3 separate regions of the Zea mays genome follow, and all the other regions are linked to region 3. Evidence: chromatin contacts called from public Hi-C data. All regions are on one chromosome and are shown on one strand. Each heading gives the region's core, a stretch centred on a gene start, on an enhancer-like site or on the middle of the called end of the contact. The rest is flanking DNA. Distances are from core to core; before and after follow the strand shown. Region 1 holds the start of LOC100280804 (deleted in split hand/splt foot protein 1). Region 2 holds the start of LOC103650005 (rab escort protein 1). Region 3 has its middle 44 kb from the start of LOC100281032.

Region 1 (4,613 bases), core at 797-3,296, 340 kb after region 3:
AGGGGTAATAGCTTGAATAAGTCTGTGGTAAAAGTAACCCCACCACAAAGCCACTAACAATTTGGCACAATATGTGTACTCCACAACATTCCCCCATCAGCAACTTTCACTTGGACTGGAGGCTGCATGAGTTGTACCCCTGTCATAGCCCCAACTAAATGATCTCCCATAAAACTAGCACTACTACCTGAGTCCACTAGGATCAACACCTGTTGACAGTGTATGGTGGCCCACAACCGAATAGTCCTATTACCTTCTCCTCCACTTACTGCAACCACCGAAATAGCAAGGGCAGTTTCCTGATTCTCTTCTTGAGATGTGTCCTCTGTATCCTCTTCTTCCTCCTTCATGGTTAGTGCCCACATTTCTTCCACCAGGTGTAATGGTACACTGGTCGAACACCGTGGGAGTGACCCCAACGTTCTCCACACTTAAAACATAGACCCTTGGCTTTTCGGTAAGCTTTCAGGACAACCATCTTACTCTCTTCAGTTCGGCTGCCAGTAGGATTAGATACACGACGATCCTCACCCATTCCCAACATCTCGCTTCCAGAAGCTGGGGGCAATTGTAGTGGCATCGGCTGATCGGCCCAGCTCGGGATGGCAATCTAGCAAAAGAGACTGAGTCAAATCTCTTGAACTCTCTTTTTCCCATGTTACTCAACACTTCTTGCAGCAAACCTAGAGCGCACGTAGTGTCCAAATCCTTTGGGCGTTGAATAATCACTACTGCCTTTACCTCATCCTTCAACCCATCCACAAACCGTGTTGTAATCATGGTGGGAGTTAGTTGATTCTCATGGGCCAACAGTTGGTGCAGTAATTGGTCAAACCGCTCGACATACTCAGTCACCGAAGTTGTCTGTCTAATATGATAGAACTGTGTAATCAGTAAGGTATGTTGGTCACGCCCAAATCTGGTATTCAGGGTGGCACACAACTCATGCCAACTCATGTCTCTTGCTCTAGCCTCCATTGATTGTAGCCAATACAGCACAGGACCTTGAAAGTGCATGATAGCCAATTAGATCCACATCTCACTAGGCACAACATAAAACTCGAAATACGTTTCGCAACGATTTCTCCACAACTTTGGATTAGACCCATCAAAAACAGGAAAGTTCATCTGAGGCATGCTAGTACCAGGACCTTGAGACCAATTCATCGAAGCAGTCTACACTACTGAATTAGGAACAAAGGACCAAGGGTGCTGGGTATTCAACGCGACAATACCTCCCATAGAGTATGGTGTACGTGCCATCTCCGGTCCAGCGCCTGGTCGACGGAAGGGTTCAGCAGCATGGTGAAGAGTTGGTCCGGTCACCGATCCAATCACCGTGGGTTCAGGTGTCATCGATGCCGACGCACTCGCTAGTACCGATGGTTCTCCGGTCGACGTGGTCACCATCCCTCCAGTAGGCTTCGGCTTCATCGGATCCACCAAAACAGGAGATTCCCCACTCGACTTCGCGTTCACCTGGCCCTGGAGCGTCTTCTGTCATCTTTACCACCTTGGTTTTGATCTCCAATCTCCACCTCTTGAAGTCGCTCCGATCAGTCACCATGCCCTTGATGGTATTCTCCATCTTCTCCATGGCGGACTGCATGGAGTCTATCTGCCTGTACGTCTCCTTGCTGCCTTCGTCGATCTTCGCCATCAACTGCGACAAGGAATCCTCCACTCGTGGCGGTGCCATCACTCCTCCCTTTGCCTGTGCCCTCATGAAGTACTCATGTGGTGGATCCAGGTTGACTCTGGTACCAAAATGTTAGCAACTCTCAAAAGCATGCAAGAACAGGGAGTGGTTCGGGCGGTGCAGGTATTCCTTTCCTCCTCTCCAAGTTTAGGCCAGCTAAAAAGCCAGGTACAAGTACAATAAATTCCTTCCTGCTACTTATAGCTAGTTCTGGTATTAACCGTAACCCTCTTTGCTTAGTGCTTAACTACTATGATTAACACTTGGTGGACCCTGTTACATCCGGTCCTTACTGGCATATTTAGGATTGAGCTTCGGTACTCTTTGGCTTCTCTTCAGTATGACACCGATTCCTTCTTCAGTCTTCTTTAGATTCATCAGTGTTGCCTTCTTCACCGTAGCAGATCTAGTAACGCTGACATTGTGGTCCCAGAGTGGTGCCTTGGCAGACCTGACCAGCTAGCAAATAGGCCCAGCCAACTCCGATCGCACCAGCACCTGCACCACTGCACCAGCCGCCCGCAACCCGCAAAGCTGCTTCCCGGACTAGCTAGGGTTTCGTGTACGCCGCTTGATCTAGTCCTCTCTCCCGGCACGCGAGGTAGGTCGGTGCCGCTCTCGCCGTCTGTCCTTCCCACGCCTCGAGTCGCTCCCCGCTGATACACTCGGCCGCATCGCAGGGCGCAGCGTTGATGGCGGCGGCACCGGCGGACGCTAAGGCGGAGGCCGCCAAGATGGACCTCCTCGAGGACGATGACGAGTTCGAAGAGTTCGAGATCGACCAAGGTACGCCCCCGCCCCCCGTTTCGTGGGCATGTTGATTTGACCATTTGCACGAGTAGATTTGATTGGTTGGCTAGATGGAAACCTGTGCGGTGTTGCTAGTATCTAGGGCATCAGATCCAATTGGTCAGGACGTTTACTTTACAACTAGTAACTCGCGCTTTGCTCGAGTTGACTTAATGTGTGGAACACCATATACCTATAGTGATATCTATGGAAGCATATTACATATATTTACAGTAATAGAATCTTGCAACTTGCAAACGTACCATCATGAACAGCTTGAAAACTATATTACAATGATCCTGGTTGCATCTACATGAGCCAACCAAATTCTTGTTCTTAGGGGGTGTTTTGAATGCACTAGAACTAATAGTTGGCTAAAAATTGTTAGTGGAATTAGCTAGGTAACAAATAGCTACCTAACTATTAACTAATTTACCAAAAATAACTAATAGCTGAACTATTAGCTAGGGTGTTTGGATGTCTCAACTAATTTTAGCCACTAACTATTAGCTCTAGTGCATTCAAACACCCCCTTAGTCATCACAAAATAATTATGCGATAAAAGAAAATTCACAGGAAGTTTGTGAAGCAACGCAGTTGACAACAGATTAGATATATATATAGAAATTTCTTGAGACAACAAAACATTGACCTTAACGGCCACAAAAGCGGCGTGTGCGCGCTATAGAAACTATGCCTTTCTTAACAACCATGTTTAATCTCCATTTCTTCATGGACGTTGTGGGCGTCTGTTCCGATGTGTAGTTGTGTACAACAACACTGCAGAAAGAACGGAGAACAACTAATGGACAGAATTGGTCTATGCATCTTATGGATTGCATAACAACAGTGGTCTTAACTTGCAGAAGCTTCTTATGGACTGCACAACAACAGTGGTTTAGTTATTCTATATGCTATTGCCAGACTTGTCTTAACTAACCAATTATGCACACATCTCATTGGCTAATTGCCAAGAAAGAACTGAGAACAACTAATGGGCAGAATTGGTCTATTCATCCATGATGAAACCCAATAGTTGGTAATCCTTAAAATTCTGGAAACATATACTGGCTTGCAAATTGGAATTGATTATAGAAGCCTAATGGGAAGCAATATCCCTTGGTTGTAATCTGCTAATGTCCGTTGATGAAGTAATAAAGGATTTTTGACCGTTGGAAGGAAATGGTACTGTCAGAAATATTGTTGTATTAATGTAGCTTTTTCCGATGTTTGGATATATCACATATGATTATGGTTCCAGTGAATTATGAAGTCTGTGTTTAACCGCATATAGAAGTCTGTGTTAGGTAAGTCTATTTCTTACATGATTTTATTTACTGTATGGTGTAAAAAAGGGAAATATAGGGAAAACATGTGTCAAAAATAGAAAACCAAATTATCTGACCTGGTGTGTTGTTTAATATGAGGCATCCAAACATTCATACTATAAGGAAAATAAGTCCATGGTTTTGATAAACAGAGCTACAAAATTTGTGCAGTGTATGATATCGATTTCCATTTTTTTCTAAAGAAATCAACCATAAGGCAAAAGGACCCCACTAAGATAGTTTATGATTTAAGGAATCGACCGCAAGGCAAAAAAAACCTCTCTAAGATTGTTTAGGAACCTAATAGAGTAACAATTAGTCTGCTATAAATAATATAAAAAACCACAGCATAATAATACGTGTATATCGGACAAACAGGGAAATGTGATCTTCTCGTTAACAGTAGACGAGCAAGGAAATTCTGAAACGAAAAATTAGAAGGCTTCATATAATTGCTATCCACAAATAAGTGCATCTTCATATGATATGGAAAAAATGAGAAAAATAATCCAGGGGGATGGCGCTGCCGCGGCTCTAGGGGCACGCCGCTGCCGCCGCTGCGGGGCCACGTCATGCCGCCGCTGGAGACTGTGCAGGCGGGGCGACGCTGCTGCGGGATCGCGTCACAGCGGCACTGAAGCCTACAGACACGTAGGAAATTCATCAGCACACCATATGGAAAAAATTGAGAAAATAATCAGAGAAAAAGGAGACCAAACCTATTGCTGCGGCTTGAGGGGGACGGTGTTGCCGCTGCTGAGGGGCCGCAGCATGCCGCTGCTGGAGGGTGTGCAAGC
Region 2 (4,802 bases), core at 2,002-4,501, 360 kb before region 3:
AGAGGCATCATCAGCATATACAGGAGCTGACTTTTTAGGCAAGAACTCTTCATCAGGATAGATACTTGCAAATAACTGTAAATGAAAATAAGAAAACAAATTTATCAGGATAGATCTAATGGAGTAAACGAAGCATTATTATCCATTCTAAGGCTGTCACAACAGAGCATACTCTTGATTTATATTACGAAGAAAATTGTTATAACCATTTGATACTGACAGAAGTACAGATCAACCAGAGTTTTGTACCTAATTTCTCATGCAGGTACATGTCTGCATCATACAAGAAACAGAAAAGGTGTCACAGTATGTACCTTTTTTGTTGATCCCAGTACGTTTCTGTAGTCCAGGTATTCATCAGGCATGGGGCATGACAATAAAGAACCAGATGTTCCCTGATAGTGTAAGACAGGACATCAAATGCTTTAAATATAAAAACAAACACACATATATATAACCTGAAAGGCCAATGTGTTTCTAGTATTGAAACCAACATGAATACAGTCCATATTGATATTTGATAACAAATAGAAATGCACCTGTGTGATCTCCTGAACATACAAACAGCTCCAGATTAGTGTTGGCTTCACATCCTCAGTGCTTTCATTGGTGGTTTCAAAATGGCCTTCTGAACCATCTGAAGCCTGAGGACTGAAAAGAGTGTCTATTGCTTTTTTTATGGATTGCTTTCCGGCTGAGACATCGGTACAGGGAGTAGACAGATATGATATAAACCTGCAAGTGAGATTAGCTTGTTAAGTAAGTTATTTTCCTACGTTATAGAACAATTTTGAACATAGTGGTTTCTGGTTGTAGATCGGTAGATATAACAAGTACATGCGAAAATTACATTGATGCATACTATGATGAAAGGATAGACAGCTTACATCCCAGGAGGGCATACTGCGAGATTGCTGCTCAACTGAAGAAGCCGAACCGCTGCAACCTGCTGTTCTTCTAGCGCTAAATCAAGAGTACAAATGGGATCAACAAAGACAAACAAAACCACCAATACATCAAGGAAACATTGCATAAACACAAGTAAAAGAATAATTGTTCTTACATTTTGGAGGGAAAATAACCAGAACATTTGATGATCCCTGTTTCACGGACTTGCTAATTATGCATACCCCCCTCACAACTTTCCAAGAATCTGAACCATCAAATGGGACATCCAAGGTAGGAATCTTATAAGACGCGTCAATTATCAATTGCTGGCACAAAATATCCTGACCAGATGCCAATCTGGCACCTAAGAAATGCTTCTTTTCCTGATCAGTAAAGTATAAATTATTTCAAGTTAGTAATGCAAATAGAAGCTGTGCATAAAGATGAAATATAGCTGAAATGAGCAAAATTTCAAAAGGATCCGGTGTGTGATAACTACATCAAGCAAACAATTGCAGGAATGTGGGCACCATAGATTTTAGTTTATTATCATACCTCATCTATTTTCTATCTTAATTGAAAGGCAGAGCTCCTGCCATTGCGTTCACAACAAAATAATCATACCTCATCCATAAGAAGTGCAACCACTGGCATCCGCAACACCTGGATAATAAAATACGTTGTTCAGGATAAGTATGAGGAAACTGGCACACATTATCAAAAAATGAAGAAGTAAAGGTGTCAGATGCCATTCCAGCAGAGAGAGGTCAAGCCCATGACTACCACATCACTGTTCCCAAATGTTTGTGATTTGCAACATACCAATTACAGATAATTGGGATGAAAGATGCTAGAATCACGTGATTCAAGAAACAATAGCCAAAGCTAGAGCACAAAAATCACTGCCACACATACTTGTGAAGATCATCTTACATATAGGGCACCCTTAACCGCAGCACAGCGACAAAAAGCTTGAGGCAGCTCAGCATGCCCATACATAGGATAAATGAAAGCGCCTTCTGCATTAGCAAACCTGGAGTGGCGAAAAATAAAATGTAAAATTACACTGCCACAGTCATGTTACTTTAAGATTCTACATGTTAGATTACATATACCTTCTCTAAAGCTAAATGAAATCTGGATTGATAAACAAAGCATTATATAATATGATATATATGGTTTTCCAAAGTGGACATTGAAAAGTTCAGACAAACTGATTCACCTTCCAATGGACGAGGAGTACAAAGCAATGGTCTGAATTCCCTCCCTTGTTGTAGTCAGTTTGTCACAAGGGTCAGCACCATCTTGATCATAATCCACCATGGCAATTGCATACAGCACAACCCTGCAAACACCAGAGAGCTCAGTCTTAGTCATCCTGCTAAAAATAGTATGTACAACCAATTTATAACACCCTTACGCTCTCATCTTGGGAGGAAGCCCTTGTTTCTTGAGGAACTCAACAAAGGGGAGATCTAGGTCCTCCTCGGGTATCTTGGTAGATGCATCCCCCTGTCCCGTCTCATCAGATGAAGCTGATGCTGCAGCAATGTGTGCCTGCACAAGCTTGAAGAACCTGAAGAGGATGTTCTTCTCCTTGAGCTTGAGTGTGGTGTCCTTGAAGATGGCCTGCCTCGAGTCTGGCACCGGGTAGAGGCAGCCCTCCCAGTAGAGGAGACTGCCCCCCTCCACGCTCTTGAACTCCACATGGTGGCTGCCCCCTGACCGCAGGAGGAGGTCCACTGCCTCATCGGCGCAGTACAGCACACGAGGTCCCACCATGTCAACGGTGAACCGCCTAGCCGGCTCTGGCACCGTCCCCGAAGTCTCAACATCGGAGTACACGCTCCGTCGGTGGAGATCGACGACGGTGCGCGAATCAGAGGCGGCGGCCGCCGCGGACGAGGTGGGAGGGGAGGCCTCAGGGGATAGGAAGGAGGTGAGGGAGGAGAGGGGGATGGAAGAGTAGAGGGAGCCGTAGAACGGGCTGGGATCAACGTGGAGGACCGTCTTCCCAACGGCGGCGCAGGCGGCGGCGAGGACAGATTCCGGGAGGCCCGTGCCGCAGAGCACCACGTCGAACGAGGTGGGGTCAATGGTGGGATAGTCGTTTTGGACGTTACTGCCGCCGCCATCGACGGCCGAGTTGGAGGAATCGGCAGCCGCCTCCGCCATGTTCGTTGTGAAATCTAGGGATCAATAGAGTACCGCAACAACGAGCGGCAGTTCACCGTGCTGGCGGCACACTACCTCCCGTCGTCGCAGCACGCTGCCGCCCAATCGCGAACCCGTGCCACTATCGGCCTGCAAGAGCGCGCTGAGGAACGCCTGTTTGTAGACTAGTTAGACTATCTTCATCTCGAACATTAAGGACCTGTTTGTTTACCCCATGGATTATATAATCTGGATTATTTTTGGAGGACTATATAATCTAGATTATATAATCTGGATTATATAATCTGAGTAGTCCTGTTTGTTTACCCATATTATTTGAGTTGTTAATAGGATTCTTTTGTACGAGGAAGACAAGAATGCTCTCTATATTTGTACTAGGTTGAAACTCATATATGAGATGAAATGTAACAAACTGTTGACACCTTTTTCGGGCGCCAAAACACTCAACAAGAACCGGCGGCGGTGATCTCTGCACAGGCGCGGACGGTCCGCGACCAGGGACCGGACGGTCCGCGACCTAGAGCAGGGGCAAAGGTTCCCTGCCTGACGGCCGGACGGTCCGCGCGTGCGCAGGGGGCGGCGAAAGTCGCCGGCGGCGCCTGGATCTCGCTCCCGGGAGGGACCCCGTCGGGGAGGAGAGATCCTAGGTGTTGTCTAGGCTCGGCAGGCCGACCTAGACTCCTCTAATCGACGTAGAGTCGAAGAGAGGCGGAGAATTTGGAGATTGAGAGGCTAAACTAGAACTAGACTAGAACTATTCCTAATGCGTAAGGTAAAAACGAGAAATAGACTTGATTTGTTCGATTGTTGGGGGTTCAATCGGCCGTAGCCCTTCATCTATATAAAGGGGGAGGTCTGGATCCGCTTCAAACTGATTTCCGAGTTAATCCCGTGGTTTTAGGTAACCAATCCCGCGAGAAACTAGGAACCCTAACTGATTCTGCGCACGCGCGGACCGTTCGCGCCACCACCGCGGACAGTCCGGACCGCGGACCGTCCGGCCTCAGGGCCGGACCGTCCGCGAGACACATTTGGTGTCCAACACAAACGTTTCTGAGTATTCATAATTTATTACATAAATAATTTGAAAAAAAATTCAATTGACATTGGCAAATATAGAGTAGCGGGATTCGGTAGATTATAATGGCAATGGTGGATAATTTCTAGGAAACTTGAAAGTGTAGTGGGGAAGTGGGAAAAAATAATCTGAAATAAGCACCTCCTCACTTGCTTATGGATTATCATAATCCAAGGGGTTAGATTATATAATCTGGGCAAATAAGCTGGACTGTTTGTTTGCCTCTTAGGATTATTTAATCCAGATTATATAATCTGGGGGGTAAACAAACAGGCCCTAAGTAGACTAGTCGGTTGCCCGTGCGTTGCGACGGCTTACAACAATACCTACGTAAACTATCCACCAAAAAAATTCAAGATTTTTTATTAATTGTCTCCACTCTCCGTATAATGTTTTTTTAATTTGATTAACTGATGTTATTGTTTACTCCATGCAATATATCATGGTACAACACGGCCAATGAAGTGAGCGATTAGAAGAGAGTTCACAACGACTAACTGAACGAACAGAGATTATAAAATGACATAATTCCACCATACAGAGACCAAATAAGAGAAAGTTTGTGAGCTCAAGTTTCTAAAATAAGTCACATAAACTCAAACTTATAAAAAAGATGGATCAAAATATGGAGTGGTTGCTAAAGTCATGCATCAATAAAAAC
Region 3 (4,903 bases), core at 1,942-4,441:
GCTGATTTAACTAGAGAACCAAAAACTAGTTAAGTATAGATATTTAAAACCTTAACCTTTGGTACTAAATTAGGGTTAAATCAAACTTGAGTCATACCTAGTGTTAAACAACAAATTGGCCAACTAGATAGTTCTCTGAATTTCTAAAATAAGTTTAATATGATCCCTTTAGATAAAGACTATATTACCCAGAAACATGAGTATAATTGTCATATGCTTAACTAAGATTATGTGAGCTTTCCACCTCTCCCTTAGTGAGAGTTTGCATAGCATATTATTACATGAGCATTCATATACTTATAATTGACTTGTAAAGCACTTATAAGAAGAAAATTGAAGTGGAAGTGAAAGAGGAGTCAACTCATTAATCTGAGGTTTCTCAGACAAAAGGTGTTCCTAAAGGCCTACCTGCAATATCCTTGTAGAAGAGTCAAACTCTCCTCATCAAGGCATGCCCCGGTGCATTTGCCACCTCTTTGTGCTTTTAAAACTTTTATATCACTTATATGATGCGTTATGTGGTAGGATTTTTAATGGTTAAACCTTTGTTGCGTAACTTCCTTGAATTATTGATTATTATCCTTGATACCTGATTTGAAAAGCTAGATGTGCTTAGTATGCTTATACACAAGGAACAAAATGTTTTGATATAAGAATCATGTCTTTACAAAGAAAAAGAGACTAGAGTGATGAAGGTATTAAAGGCATTGATGACCTCATCATTTCAGTAGGGTGCCTCTGACAGGTACTAGGTTTTCAGAAATAATTTAATGTCAGACTAGACGTTGAGCAGGAAAGGTCATCTGTCTGTGTCGATTAAGGACGCAACGAAAGTAGGCTTGTTGATCTAGTACCCTTTAACTGGCCACATGCCTCATCATGGGTAAGCTTAGCCTCGACCGGACCAATACAAGAACAGCTCGCACGCACTGGGAGTGGAGAGATGGTGAGAGTAACGTGTGCCCACCTGGCAAGTGGGTGGATGGTGGGGTACTATGCTCTCGGGTCGCGTGAACCCGTTCTGGTCTTGAGAAACCCGGTGGCGAGTTGACATATGCAAAGGTTAAGTGATACATATGTCGTGTGGTTGGAGATCCTCAGATAGGTATTAATCGATTCGGATCGTCGTTACTTCTCATATATGAAGACTGGATCACTGCCCTGCATCGTAGTTAACAAGTAAAACTAAAGCTGCTAAAATAAAGTTAGTGTAGGATAAGTGAATGCTCTAGATTAGGCAAATCTAAAATCAGGAAAAGTATTTAACTGGTGAAGTAAAAGTTTGGTGAAGTAAAAGTTTGGCATAAGGATCCACTACTAGTAAGCTCTTCTACAAAATGAGTCTTTGAAATTGATAAGTTGTACCATGATTCCTAATAAACCAGCATACCCTTGAGAGTTTTTTCTTTAGTCGGGTAAATCTTGTTGAGTAATTGCGTACTCAATATTTTATTTTCAGTATTGCTGCAGGAGAAACTATTAACACGTTAAGTTTTGCTAAACTTATGCTGGAGATTTTTACTTATGTTTATTATGTGTGAGCTGCGGAAAGAGGGTTTCTTCCCATGTGTTGTAATAAGTTAGGAGAAACTATTAACACGTTTGAGTTTTGTTAAACTCATGCTGGAGATTTTTACTTATGTTTATTATGTGTGAGCTGCGGGAAGAGAGTTTCTTCCCAGGTGTGTAATAAGTTAACACTTGAACCTACCTATACACTTCTTGGTTTGTAAACTTAAAGGTTTGCTAATGTATATTATCGTATTGTAAAGTCTTCCGCTCAACTCCTATGGTTAAAGTTTATGTTAATGTTTGGTTATTGTAATATTTGCAACTATGGGTGAATGGTCCTTGGAAATGAACGAGTTCATCGAAACTCGGTACCCGGGTAAGTTATCTGATTCACTTACATATCCATCTGAGGCCTTGATAGCAAGAATTAATGTACGTGGGCCCAATAACTTGGTTGGGTTGTGACACCACCTGTCAGCGGTCACTCGTGCCATATTTACTCTGTTTAGAATCCACTCGGATTCATAATCCAAATGGTTCGGTACCCGGGTAAGTTATCTGATTCACTTACATATCCATCTGAGGCCTTGATAGCAAGAATTAATGTACGTGGGCCCAATAACTTGGTTGGGTTGTGACACCACCTGTCAGCGGTCACTCGTGCCATATTTACTCTGTTTAGAATCCACTCGGATTCATAATCCAAATGGGATGTGCCCAGTCACCGTTCCAAAATAGATCAGCACTTACCCTCTTACTACTCTTGGGATTTGTTTCCTCAATCCAAAGCAAACAATTAGCATTAAGGCATTTCAAAAGCACTTTACACAGACCATGGGGCCCCACCCGTACTCGCTATACGGTTAGAGGGCAGGAGGCATTACGGTAGTGACCATCTCATAGGCGGGAGAGCGAACCTTTCTTAGCGCTGACGCTGAGATCGGCGTTGGTGACGGTGGTGACCTCCCCTTTGTGGATGAATTCCTGGAGATTCTTGAAGTCGAGCTATGGCTTGACCCAGACCTTGGCCGCGTAGATCTTCTTCTTTCCCGTCTTGATGGCCTCAAGCGTGAGGTGGTGCAGCGTGCCGGCCACCACCTACTCCTTGACCTCCACCACGCGTACGAACTCCAGCAGCGCGTTCTAAAATCACGCACATGAATGCATCAATAAAACCCAAAATCATCATAGGAATGAAGCAAATCACTAAGCACCCATATGCAGAGGGCGAGGAGACTGGAAGGCGAGGGAGGCCGCTGACCTCGCGCTTGTTGTGCTCGTCGACGGTGAAGCGGCCGAGCTCGTCGGATTCGGCGCTGTTGGCGGCGGCGGTGTTCTCCTTCACGCGCGCCGAGGACGTGGCCGACCATGGCCATGGCTGCTCCGATCGCGAGAGACGCGGTGGCGAGTCGAGTCGTGGGCGTGGCAACACGCATGCTCTGGTGCTGGAGTACAGGAGCAGTAGTACGGCAAGTCTGGCGGTTTGCTTCAGTGCGGGTTTTGCACTTGCGTAGGGAACGGGTGGTAGCAGTGGAAAAGACGGGTACAGGCATGGTCGGCCGGTTGCCGTCACGCGTCAGCCCTCGGGGGCGTTTGCGGGACACGTGCAGGGACGCGTGGAGGCTATCAGGCTATGTCAAGCGGAGATGCGTCGGCATTCTGCAACGGCGGCTACAATATTGGGTCGAGCTGGGCTTTCCTAGGTCCGAAGGGCTTCTAGAGTGGATCCAGTGTAGCGGCCCATACTGTACTAGGCCTGAATTGGGGGTGGGGGGGGGGGGGGGGGGGGCGGACAGTGGACCGTGGCTGTGAAACCGGAACGCACTGCGGGCCTTCTTAAATCTCACCAACGTTCTGTGGTTTTGGGCCGTATTCAAATTAACGAACCTTCGTCGCCCGACCGGTGATTGAGAGCGTGTAGGAATCGATCGAGAGTACCTATGCTCACTTGTCTAAAATAGTTGCTATCCTTGTTTTTTTTAATGTAAGTTTTTTTTGGCTTCTCCAGGGGGGGAAAATGTTCACGTCACGTGCGACGGAGTAGTAGTAGTAGGAGTACGTACACGACAGGCACTGGCGGCGCATCGGGATTGAAGCAGTCCCGCCGCTCCGGATCTCCGCAAGCCATGAAGAAATGAACAAATTAACCAGCACCACCCTGACCCTGACCTGACTGGCTGGACGCATTCCCTTTCGGCAGCCGCATAAACTTTGGAGTGGAAGGCGCCTCGTGCTAATTCCAAGGTCCTCGTGTTGGCCACGACAACGCAGACCAGCAGGGGCTTTGCGCGCGCGCGCGGATCTGCTGCAAATGCGCTTTGCGTTGGCCTTTGGTCCAATCAGAGGGGGGAGGATCAATCATATTCATCATGCCCCCGTCGTTCCTCCTTGGAATGGGAATTTCGGACGGGCTCCCTCCCTTGCGTTGCGAAGGGCCAGATGCCCAGATGCTATGCTACTAGCTCATCAGTGTCCTTATCTCCGTTTCCCGGAGCACGTTCGATCTAGCTCCGTTCGATCGATCCATCGTTCCCTTGCTACTTTGACCGGCACCGGCGTGCATGGCTGTGTTTTGGACCGCGACGTACCGCTGGCTGGCGAGTCGTCGTCCCGCCGTCACACGCACGACAGGTCGCGTCCTCATCGGATTCCCCCTCCTGGTCCACGTAGGACACACCTGCCCTGCGCCCCTGCCTGGTGTGAGACGAGACATGAGAGTGAGACTCGGAATGGACGTATTGTGCGAGAGGCCGAGAGTAGAATCTCTCTGTGTAGCCTGTCTGTACCGGCCGGCCACATGTGCTCGCAGTCGCAGACCTCATGCTGCCACATGCGCCTCCGTCGCGCTCGTCGTACTGCCTGTCAGTCTAATGGCCTCTCTTTTTTTTGCCGGAAGTCTAATGACCCACCCCTTGATGCCTAATCAAACCACGTCCTCACTCACTGATCGCAGTGTTTATTTAACAGCAGGAGCAGGTTTTAACCATAGATAGGAAAGGACATCCGGGCCGGGGGTGGGTTAGGCGACTGCGGTCGGGGCTCCACGAGAGGCCATTAATAATTTGGCAATCATTCTACCTAATCCGCCCGAGGCTCTGCTCCGATCATGCTTTTGCAAATGGCATGGTCGCTGGAATCTTGACCTGTGCCGATGATGCCGTCGCAGCGATGGCACCCACGACGGATATACACCATCAATGGCTAACAACGAACAGGACAGGAGAGAGGGCACATGCATGCATGCATGCCGGTGATGAGCCGACGGTCCGGTCCAGCTTGTGTTCAAACTATAGCTAGGCAATCTCGCCCGGGCCGGGGCTACTATATGCTCGATCGAGCGGTGCACGGATCCAATCCAAGCTGGCCTATTTTTCTGTTTGAACGAATGGAT

The links. A called contact is a pair of places that touch in the nucleus more often than the background predicts.
Region 1: a contact with region 3 is called in a Hi-C map of tassel, with 4 times the contacts expected there. The contact joins the promoter of LOC100280804 here to the enhancer-like site in region 3. A contact is called at or near these places in 3 of 25 Hi-C or Micro-C datasets (ear, leaf mesophyll and tassel).
Region 2: a Hi-C map of leaf shows a contact between it and region 3, with 5 times the contacts expected there. The contact joins the promoter of LOC103650005 here to the enhancer-like site in region 3. A contact is called at or near these places in 5 of 25 Hi-C or Micro-C datasets (leaf, seedling and tassel).

The regions. Positions count from the first base shown.
Region 1 is chr3:41,477,950-41,482,562 of Zm-B73-REFERENCE-NAM-5.0, reverse strand. LOC100280804 (deleted in split hand/splt foot protein 1) reads left to right here and starts at 2,046. Exons shown (of 3, transcript NM_001153724.1): 1 at 2,046-2,304; 2 at 2,380-2,485. The coding sequence starts at 2,392.
Region 2 is chr3:42,169,116-42,173,917 of Zm-B73-REFERENCE-NAM-5.0, reverse strand. LOC103650005 (rab escort protein 1) reads right to left here and starts at 3,251. Exons shown (of 10, transcript XM_008675685.3): 1 at 2,309-3,251; 2 at 2,111-2,233; 3 at 1,822-1,921; 4 at 1,513-1,551; 5 at 1,064-1,271; 6 at 888-963; 7 at 540-735; 8 at 315-395; 9 at 1-75. The coding sequence starts at 3,063.
Region 3 is chr3:41,813,824-41,818,726 of Zm-B73-REFERENCE-NAM-5.0, reverse strand. It overlaps the pseudogene LOC103651902. Among protein-coding and RNA genes, the nearest start is that of LOC100281032, 44 kb to the right of the region's middle. Within about 2 kb of position 3,191, at least 19 of the 20 cell types and tissues checked have an H3K27ac peak or open chromatin away from gene starts, as enhancers often do. A contact at or near this core is called in ear, leaf, leaf mesophyll and 2 more, where this site is marked.